Linked DNA regions of Lactuca sativa: region 1 is linked to region 2. A link is a contact called in public Hi-C data. All regions are on one chromosome and are shown on one strand. The core of a region is the stretch at or near the end of the contact, and the rest is flanking DNA. Distances in the headings are between cores, read along the strand shown. Region 1 holds the start of LOC111918757 (transcription factor LHW). Region 2 holds the start of LOC111893775.

What was found. Hi-C and Micro-C count contacts between places; a contact is called where the count stands out from the background.
Region 1: a Hi-C map of leaf shows a contact between it and region 2, with 2.8 times the contacts expected there. The contact joins the promoter of LOC111918757 here to the promoter of LOC111893775 in region 2. A contact is called at or near these places in 4 of 4 Hi-C or Micro-C datasets (bud, leaf and seed).

The regions. Positions count from the first base shown.
Region 1 is chr3:18,762,219-18,767,699 of Lsat_Salinas_v11, reverse strand. It overlaps LOC111918757 (transcription factor LHW), which reads right to left and starts at 3,216. Exons shown (of 10, transcript XM_023914381.3): 1 at 2,570-3,216; 2 at 1,831-1,920; 3 at 1,603-1,705; 4 at 1,480-1,521; 5 at 1,280-1,339; 6 at 239-1,195; 7 at 53-154. The coding sequence starts at 2,679.
Region 2 is chr3:18,470,694-18,476,103 of Lsat_Salinas_v11, reverse strand. It overlaps LOC111893775, which reads left to right and starts at 3,628. Exons shown (of 3, transcript XM_023889856.3): 1 at 3,628-3,977; 2 at 4,901-5,049; 3 at 5,170-5,410. The coding sequence starts at 3,792. The coding sequence ends at 5,308. It overlaps LOC111893757 (BTB/POZ domain-containing protein At3g05675), which reads left to right. Exons shown (of 2, transcript XM_023889839.3): 2 at 246-1,729. The coding sequence starts at 279. The coding sequence ends at 1,580.

The sequences.
Region 1 (5,481 bases), core at 1,967-4,466, 290 kb before region 2:
CAAAACCCTACATTTTGAAAATTTGTCATAAAGATGAACGACTTTTGATCACCTTTGGTTCATCAGCCTGTTTGATTCTGTCTGCGTGTTTTGTTACACTTTGCAAGAAAAGCATGTGTTTGATTGTTCGATCCAACAAACAGTCGATGCTCATCTGTAGAATCAAGAAACCAATTACATAAACTTGTAATTAATCTTTTATGATCTTTATAAAGTATTACTATTTTTTTTTATATACCTTTTCGCCATTAGGGATCAATTCTCTTAATTCAGCCATACGATCCAAAATCATCTGTCGATCTTTGGGCCTGGGTCGGGTCCCGGGTTTAGCTTTTTTCTTAATGGGCTTTGAAGATTCGGTTTGTTTTTTAGCTTGCAAGATTGTGCTTGACCCATCCATGCTATACCCATCACCTACCCATGATCCACCTGGCTCGATTTTAAGACTCTTGTTATATACAACAGGTTGTAATGAACATGAATTACTCATTTCCCATATGGAATTTCCTGTTTTCCTTCTTTTAGACGACACTTGATCCTCAATGCATGAGGTTGATGGGGTGTTGGAAGTTCCAGAAATACCCTCGAAAAGCTCTTTGATCCCAAGATTCGAGAACAACCCTTTCTTTGGAGTAAGGGTAGTAGCGTCATTTACATGTTGGGTTGGCTTCGACATGGATGCACATCCATTGTAAGAATAGTTTTCGTTTATGAGAGGTGTTACAATGTCTCCCAGATCTCCTGTACTTCCAAAAAGGTCAACATCTATTCCGGAAATAGTCAAAGATTTGCCTTTTTCTTCAGAATTGATCGGAAGAAACCCCATGGATTGAGATAACAAGTGGTCGTTTGACATTAAGCTGCCGAATGTAACATTGCTTTGACCAGGGGACTGAGGGTAAAATTGGGAATTACTCAGATCTGTTTGGAAGAAATCATCTGGGATCATTCCAAAATCCATAGGTATAGGTAAGTCGAACAAATCCTGATGTAAATTTGTAATGGATTGGTTATTATCGATTTGGGGAAAAGCTAAAGAAGCGCCATCTCCGAAATTAGAATCTTGAGATGAAATCAAAGAGGCGAACAATCCATTTGGGGAAGACGATGAAATTGCAGTTGCAGGTCCTTCGGCGTTTACGATTTCATTGAACATTCTTTTGGTTTGATTTATAAAGTCTGTAGTTTCAAGAATCTGAGCATCAAAAACAACAACACATTAGATCTAGAGATGTACATGGAAATTATAAAAAGACAAACAAAAAGAATTAATACTAACCTTCTCAGATGACCCAAATTGTACAACTCCTTGTGGTTCCACAGGGATTGCTGCAATTGTCTGCAAGAGTAAAGTTACAAAAAGATGAAACTTATGATTCGTACATGTTTTTGGACCAAAATCGTTGTCTCATGAACAGGGACAACAGGTACAACCAAAGTGGTACCATTAACAAACTCAAGTTAAACCAAAATAAGTACCTTTATACCAGACGAAAATTGAAGACAAAATTTTGAATCGTCCTGGAAAATTAAATTAAATAAAAAACGATTAACAAGAACTCATCGTCGATTAACATAAAAAAAGGATGAATTAATCCGTACCCGAAACATATCCCAGATCGAACCCGAGGAATTTTGTCCAGTGTAATTATCTTCTGAGGACATCCAAAGGTGCTTTTTAGTAAAAGCAGCTTGTCCAATTAATCTAAAAAAGATTCAAGAAAGTATTAATGATTAATCACGTTAAAAGATTGGTTATTTTTAGAAAAATTTCAGTTTAAACCAAATTAATTGATGTTTTACATAAAGATTAGGGAAAATTAAACGCACCCTCCTCCAAGCATGGGCGTTTGCAGATGCAAATCATGGATCAGACCTCTGATTTCTTCCTCAAAAAAAACATCTTGCATAGTCAACAATCTGGAAAAAAAAAAAAACAATATATTTTAAGGATAAATATAAAGAAAAAAGACTTGATAAAACACAGAAGTAGATCAAACAAAAGATACACTAATTTATAAAGCGAATCGGTTTAGAAGATTTGAAATAATGAACATTTAAGTTGGGGAATATTCTTAAGGTGGAATTAATGTATGGATTTACTAAATTCATCCGCAATATGTGATGATGCTGACAAGATCTCACCCTAAAACTTGTCATTTTCTTAATACCATAAAAACTGAAATCAACAAATGATCCTTTTTTAGACAAAATTCTTCCTCCGATTAGAATAAAAATGAAAATGCATTTTAGATAACAGTAATACTGATAAAGACACAAATGATATGTAGAAAAAAAAAAAAAGATGAAGATGTGATCTTTGAGAAAATGGTCAACCAACCCAAAAAAAAAATTATACACAAGATTAACAAGAAGATTAGAACATAAACACGATTTAGACCCGAAAATAGTATATATATATATATATATATATATATATATATATATATATATATATATATATATATATATATATATATATATATATATATATATACATCTCTGTATCTATATATATGTGTGTGTGATACAGATACAGATACAGAACTATAGAAGTAGGGAGCCATACAGAGAATTTGGCTGGTCAAATTTCCAGAAAACGCCATAAGACCATCCATAAGAGCGACAGAGATTCTTGAGCACATTTTGAACAGTTGAATCTTTCTGTGTTGTACCCATTTGTACAGAAGATCAAAAATCAATCAAAAGGAAACTGATAAATCTTTTTTTTTTCTCTTTCGAAGACGACTTATTAGAGAGGTAGATTAAGCTCTGGGGGCAAATTCTGCAAGAAAACGAAGAAAAGCGAGGCGTTGTTCTTCTTCCACGAGACAAAGATTGCAAAGGCCAGAGAAAAGAAACCGCACTTGAAATAAGTGCTTTGGAAAAGCAATTTCCGAGTATTTTAAAGTTTCAAAAAACAAGAAAAGCACAGCAGGCAGCAGGTGTGTTTTACTAAGCTTACGTCTGTGTGTGTGTGTGTGGGAAGATGAGGTTTCAGGAAAAAGGTAAAGCTGAGATTGTGTTTTTCCGAAAATGAAAGAGATGAGATGAAGGGTTTCTGATGCAGTTACACTGTCGAAAACAGTTTATGGGTGTTTGAAGCTTACATTCAACAAGATTAAAATAAGATAAAGAAAAAACAAAGGGCTTCAAATGTCCGAAGAAAAAGCTGTTATTCTGTGAGAAAACAAAGCTAAAACACTAGCTATTAAAGGGATCTCTGGTATGAGTCAGGAAGATGCAATTTTTTTTAGGTGGGGGTGGGGGTGGGGGGTAGGGGTAGGTGGGGGCAAGGTGGGGTTTTGTCTTTGAGAAAGAAAAGACCAAAAGAAAAACTCCGAGCTCAAAGGATTACAAAGATCTTTCTTGGTTTCTCTCTCCCCCATTTATGTGTTTATTACACAAACGACCCCTGGACTATGTTTCAATATCGGCTTTTTTGTTATACGGTTTATACATATTGTCTCATTAAGCTTTCCAAGAATACCTTTTTTAGGTAAAAGATCTTTATTTTTTGTTGTAGCATTTGACAACTTTGTATATGTAATATCTTTTGTCTCAACATCCATAGTGTCAGTGCATAATTTTCATTTCATATTTTATTTATTACAAAAAATCCTATATATTTCATATACTTTCTTTTTGCCCATTATAATAAATAGGAAATTGTGTATATATACAACTTATATTGCCTTAGCAATGTATAATATTATTTGAGGCGATTTCATACATGTAAACTAATGAGTTATAGTAGATTAAGAAAATATTATTTGTTGTTAGAATTTACACATCATTATTAAGTATGTGTTATTGTGTAGTTACATGTGTTAAATGAAAAATAAGTAAAATATGTTGCATTGTTTTGGAATTTTATGCCATTTAGATTCTTATGTTCATAGGATCCTACTTGATTGCAATCTAATTTTAATACATATATATAGAAATTCTGGGCATTTTATGCCAATCATTGCTAACCAAGAAACATAATATTTTCTCAGTTAAGTAAGAATTACTTCCATTTTGTTTACGGAATTACAAAATATAAATTAGTAAGAAAAAAACTAGTTAAAAAAATATCAAGTAGTAATAACATGTAAACAATAGAATCTCGTATTGCATTAAAAACAATTAACATCAATAAAAATGATATTTTGATCATTAATTCATAAGTAACATTAACTTCAATAATTAAAATAATTAATATTGTGATTTTTTATGCAATATCTTGAAATAAAAACCCATCATAGTCGTAATGTAACATTTCATTTGATATATTAGAGACATGTTATTCGATAAATAATTAAAATATCATTTCATGTTGACAAACTTAAATTTTTTGAATAAAAATAATTATAAGCCAACATGGTTGTGACACAGTTTGTTGCTCGTTTATCTGTTACGTTAATATAATTTTTTCTTATAACTTTGGTAATGAAGAATGATTGGTTCCAAATAAGCCAACATGAAAGACATCTTATTTACATGGTTGTAAATAGTATAAGGCTTGGCGGCATAGCCAAACCTAAAGCCTTGCGGAACATGACAATGCCTTGACTTTTTCAAAATAATTATAAGCGAACATGAGAGACATACTATTTATCATCGCCGATTTACGCCGCCATACGTCTAGTATACATATATACTATCATCCAATTATATAAACAAGTCATATATTAGCAAAAACCTGATATCTTCACATGTCAATATACATTTATTCTAACATATAGTCACCGATTTACAATCAAGCTAAAAATTTACAAAAATGTCATCTTTCAAGAACTCGGTGAACATTACAAAAACATGTTATATGTTTAGATCAAATCCAAAGAGGAAAAAGACTATTTATGGCTACGGAGGTTCACCTGCGATGACTCTGAGCTACTCGCAAAGCATGTCGGAACCTCGACTCCATAGGAGGTAAAAAAAACTTGTTACACTAAAAAAGCACGCCCTTTCGTGCCTTGCCACATTATTTGGGTGTCAAGCTTTACACAGCCGCCTAGGTCGTTTTCGAGACGTCTACACCATGCCTCGACGTCATGGCACGCCTTGGCGCCGCCATGCTACGTTATTTAGAACCATGATTATTTATTATTTATAACTAAAGTATCATACTATACAGAAATATAACTTTAAAAAACTACAGAACAATCAATATGATTGCTAATGCATGCATGCATATATGCGTCTGTAGTCCATATGATTGTTGATGCATGTGTCCGCAATCCATATAACTGTTGACGCGTAGTTTTCAACTGTTGATGCCTAATTCGCAAGTTCACACGCTTTTTTTAGTTCTCACAATAACTCAACCGGATATAGATATATATATATATATATATATATATATATATATATACTAAGCGAATGCCCGCGCGTTGCGCAGAAACACCTATATAGTTGAAATATTTATAAATATATGTTTTTTAAAATATAACAATAACGTTGTTGTTAAATTTGATATAATAATTTGTATAC
Region 2 (5,410 bases), core at 2,379-4,878:
ATAACATTGCTATATATGAGATTTGCTTTCTCTTTTATTATCAATTGAGTCAGCTCATGTTGCATATGAAATTTCTATGTATGATCTCTTTCTTAACTCATATATGAATCAATTATCTGCACTTTACATTTCTTTTCCCTTTTTATGTTACAAAGTTAGCAAACTACATTATGATTTCAACTTCAATACCAATTACCAATACAAATCCTTAAATTTTAACGGGTGCATTTTGATTTTCATTGTAGAAAGCATGAAATTGGTAGCTACGTATCCAACACATGGAAAGTTGGAAACAATTCTCATTCGGGCTTAACGACATAAACACAAGTGATGTCACCATTCGTCTGAGAAACACCAAAGGAAGACCCGAAGTGTTCCATTTGCATTCATCAATCCTCAAAGATAAAAGCAAATATTTTGCAGATACACTTTCTGATCCAAATTGTGGTGATTCTATTGATATCTACTGCTTAGATTCCAACTATGAACACCATGTTGACCTCTTGAAACGTCTCTATCTTCCCAAAGATTCTCTTTTAGAATCATGGAATTCTGTCCACTCTGCTCTTGGTGTTCTTGAATTAGCGACAGAGTTCAACTGTCACGAAATCATTGAAAGCTGTGTTCAGTATTTAGAAGCTGTCCCATGGGAAGATAAAGAAGAAGAATTAATCTTGAAAGTAGTTCCTAAACTGGGTCCATTAGCAATGCCCGTATTAGCTAGAGTTGACCCTGTTGACTTTTCCTCTACAAAAAACGTTTTCCTTTCTGCTATCCGATTTGCCACCTCAATTGTTTCTCCATCCGCTCCATTTGGCGATGAGTTGAAAACTTCAGCTCAAGAACAATTGGAGTACATGTTAGGCGATGATGATGAAGAGATCCCTTTAGTCATAGCAGATGAAGAAGTCAAATCAGAGTCAACGAAAGGACTCATGAACATTTCTTCTTCATTTGAAAAAGAGTTGTCTTGTTTACTTTCAGAGACCGAATATGAAGTTACAGAGAAGAAAGTAATGCAGTCACTTTCAGATCTTGGATGGATTTGCAACATTCTTTCCAAAATGGACCTCATGAAAGAGTTTGTTGACCAATGGATTGACCTTTCAGATAGAGTGATTGGGGTTATGGAGGACAAGATATTGAAAAATGGAATGTGGGATTTGAAATTGAAGATTATAGAGTTAACAGGGAAGGTTTTAGATGCGGTTGGATATGGGAATGTGATCATGCCAGCTGTACGTAGAGTGGAGTTAGTGAAAACATGGCTTCCTTATATCAGAAAGATGAAACCAGTTCTTGATTCTATTGGGGATAATGAGAGTGGATTTCCTTACAAGATGGATGATGATTTGTGTCAAAGCATTGAAGGGGCAATTGTGGCATTGTTATCAGCACTTCCATCGAATGATCAGGCTGATATTTTAGCAGACTGGATGAGTGGGGAGCAAGAGCAAGTGAGGTATCCTGATTTGAGTGAAGCTTTTGAGATTTGGTGTTATAGGACTAAATCTGCAAAAAGAAGATTGGTGGAGGGGTTGGATAGACTTGGTAAAAGTAAAACTACTGTGAGCTTGTGATCACAAACTGAAACTGGTTGCTATTGTGGTTGTAAGTTTATATCGATATGTTGAAAAGGTTACAGAAAGATTTACTTGTTGAGTTGTTTGCAATTTCTTGTTGCTAATTGAAGCCTTTTTTATCGAGTTCCTGGATTGTTTCTTATTAATGGTGATGCCATTGTCATATATATTTACTTTGAAACATGAAATGATCTGTTAATTAGATGCTTCAATGGTAGTGATATGTAGTTTTTTTTTATTATCTACTATAAAGCAAGCGAATTGGTTGAGTCTTGCATTTTAAGAGGTGCAGATTTTAATAACTCAAAACACAAACATTTTATGCATAGTTGAAATAGACACGATGGAGTCCAGTTTCAGGATGTCTTCTTCTTTTGGTGGAATCTTGTTTTTTTGTTCTATCTAACAAATCTATCAACATGAATTCCATTCCATATAGAGGGAGGTTAACTTTTTTGAAATGGGAAGTTTGCATTTGGTTTGGTTTTTGTGGTTCATCATTTTTTTTAAGTTCCAAGTTTTATTTTTGTTTTATGTTTAATTTTGATTTGGTGGTGGTGGTGTTTGCCTAATGTGGTGACCGAAGAAGAAGAAAGAGAGAGGCAGAGTAAATTTGCGAGAGAAAGAGGAACCAGAGAATGGTCATGGTGCACATTCTGAACATGTTATTGTGAATATAGGTGTATGGTTGTACATAAGTTTTAAATGGGTTCAACCTTTGTTAATTTTGTAACAATAAAATAAATAAATTAATAACCATTTAAAAACTACAGAAAAATAATCAGGAAGGATCATAGTCTTTTTAAGTTGACTTGAGACCAAATATGAAAAAAAAGACACCACGAGAATGGTCCAAATGCAAAAAAAAGAGACACAACATGTAATTTTCAGTAATTCTTGAACAATATATAAAGCGATAATTTTACAAGGATTAATTACAATCAGTACAAATGAAATATTTCATAGAAATGATCAAGTTTTTACGTTTTTGAAAAATGACATCTTTTTCCATATTGAATCATTTTGGACATTCTAGAAAAAAAAACATTTCGGACTAGAATTTCGGATTTCAGATTACGAATAAATATATATTTTTCCTAAATTTCAAGAATAAGTCTAAAATCAATTTTTTTTTTCCAGAATTTCAAAGAAATGATTCATTATTTTTTTATTATTGAAATCCATCAAAAACTTATTGAAATATAACAAATGATAAGTACAATAGACGCAATGTGTTTAAGTACAATCAGTACAAATGAAATATTTCATAGAAATTATTTTTATTATTATTGAAATCCATCACATATTTCACACTGTCATCAAGCATCATATTTACCGAATATATTTATTCTAAACATATTATCCTATCTAATTATCATTTGTTTTATGTATATATATTAGTAAAAACCGTTACTCATAAATTAAAAATTATTTATTGGATTTTGAATTTTTTTCTTGAACTTTCGAAATAGTTATTTTTTTTTCTGGACCATAACGGAGAATCCGAAATTTAAGTCCCAAATATATCTACTATAATAAATAAAGGTTTTTTGCTACATGTCCTCTTCTCATTCATTTAGACACATGTCATTTTCTGGAATTTTTAAATTTTCTATTTTCCACTTGTCATTTTATTGTATTTTTCATTTTATTAAATTAAAGTTTCACATTTAATATATAAGGTTATATATATGTAAGATATTTATTAGAAAGAGTTTATATATGTAATGTATTCAATACATTAAAGCCTCATTAATTTTAATAATTCAAAATTTTTTCACTTTTCTTATAAATTCAAAATTTTCAAATTGTTAAAATTTTAAATTTATTTTTTTTTTAAATAAACCTATGTAATACATGGATCTCACACCTAATAAGAAAATATTTTAATTCTGGACATAAATATTATTATTTCTGAAATAGGTAATTTCTATTAAATGCTTTTGTCATGGTAGTAAATTTTGTTAATTGAAATCGATTTATGTTAGATTTACTTGCGCATTCTCCATGTTTGAAAGCACCGAATAAATTGTTACCTTTTGTTTTACTAGATTTATGCTGTCAATAATCTGCATCGTCAACGAACAATCATCCCATCACCCTCAACACGCAGAGCAGACCGTCAACAACTACACATACGATGGAGCATCCACAAGTCACAACGATTTCACCATTCTTTGTATCAAAACTTGACCTAATTCCCTATAGATGGCGAATTTGTATGTACAAGCGGCGCCGCCGACGGATCTCAACAGGAATACGGAGTGGTTCACGTACCCCGGCGTCTGGATCACCTACATACTCATCCTCTTCTTTGCTTGGCTAGCCGTTCTCTCCGTTTTCGGTTGTTCTCCTGGCATGGCTTGGACCATCGTCAATCTCTCTCACGCTGTGGTACCTCTTTCTGTTTCTCTTCTTTTACATCCGTGATTACCTGATTACGATCGTGTTAGAGCCAATTTGCTTTGTGTCGATGAGCTCATGATTTAGGGTTTAGAGTCCGAATCCTCTGTTCAGCTTGCCTGATCCGATTTATCAATGTTTTGATTGTTTTTATCAATTGATGTTGATATATAGATGGATTTAGGTGTAATAGAGCTTATATTGTGCTTCTAATAGTAGCAATAGTAGCGAGCATGTTCTCGAGTTTTTTAGCTCGTGTATTGGTACTTCAAAATTCAAATGATCAATGACTTCTAGTTAGGGTTTGGACTTCACCTCAAGATGTTCTTAAGCTAGTATCTATGTCCTAGTCCTGTGTTTCGAACTCTTTCTGACATACTTTGCAACTCATGGTGGATATATGATCTTGTGGAGAATATATAGGTGTGTGTTGTGGAGAAAGATAGACATTGTACACCTACTACTATGCACATTATAATCGGTTATAACTTTTCCTTATGTATAAGCATCTTTATACATCTATATGATATCAACATCATCAATAACTTGTGTATCTATGCTGTGTATGGACTGTGGAGATGAATTTCCAAGTTGATGTGTCAGCCTGTATTCTGGTCAGGCAGAGTAACTTAATTCAAAAGCTTAGCAAAGACTTTAAACCGGTATCAATGTATGAACCCTTACACAGTGTTCTTGATGTTGTTGAAATTCCTTAGTTATCCATTTGTGCCTGTGATACTCTTGATGGAGTTATCAGCCACAAGCTTTCAACATTGAGCTTCTAATGCATTTCTGTCATAATTTGCACACTACTTATTGAGAGACTATAGAGTAGTTTTAAAAAGTTTCTGACCTATGCATGCTTGTGAGTGGACTGATATTATGATTGCTAATTTGTGTGTTTTATCAATCAGATGACATACCATTTCTTCCACTGGAAAAAGGGAACACCTTTTGCTGATGACCAGGGCATCTACAACAGGCTGACATGGTGGGAGCAGATTGATAGTGGCAAACAGCTCACACGCAACAGGAAATTTCTTACTCTTGTCCCTTTGGTCCTGTAAGTTTTCTTTATTTTCTTAACCTTTCAATCTGTGTTTTTATTAGGTTCCTTTTTCTTCATGTTAATCTTCTTCCACTAGTTTGATTGGGGGTATATGGTGATTATATGTGCATGCAGGTACTTGATAGCATCTCACACAACAGACTACCAGAACCCAATGCTGCTCTTAAACACCCTTGCAGTTTTCGTGTTAGTTCTTGCCAAATTTCCACACATGCACAAGGTTCGCATATTTGGAATCAATGCTGAAGAGTGAATTTTTTTTCCTCCTTTCTAAAAATGGCTACACCTCTTTGTTTTCAATTGCACACGTAACATTTCAAACATTAACCCATTTGTTTTACAATTGACTTGATGA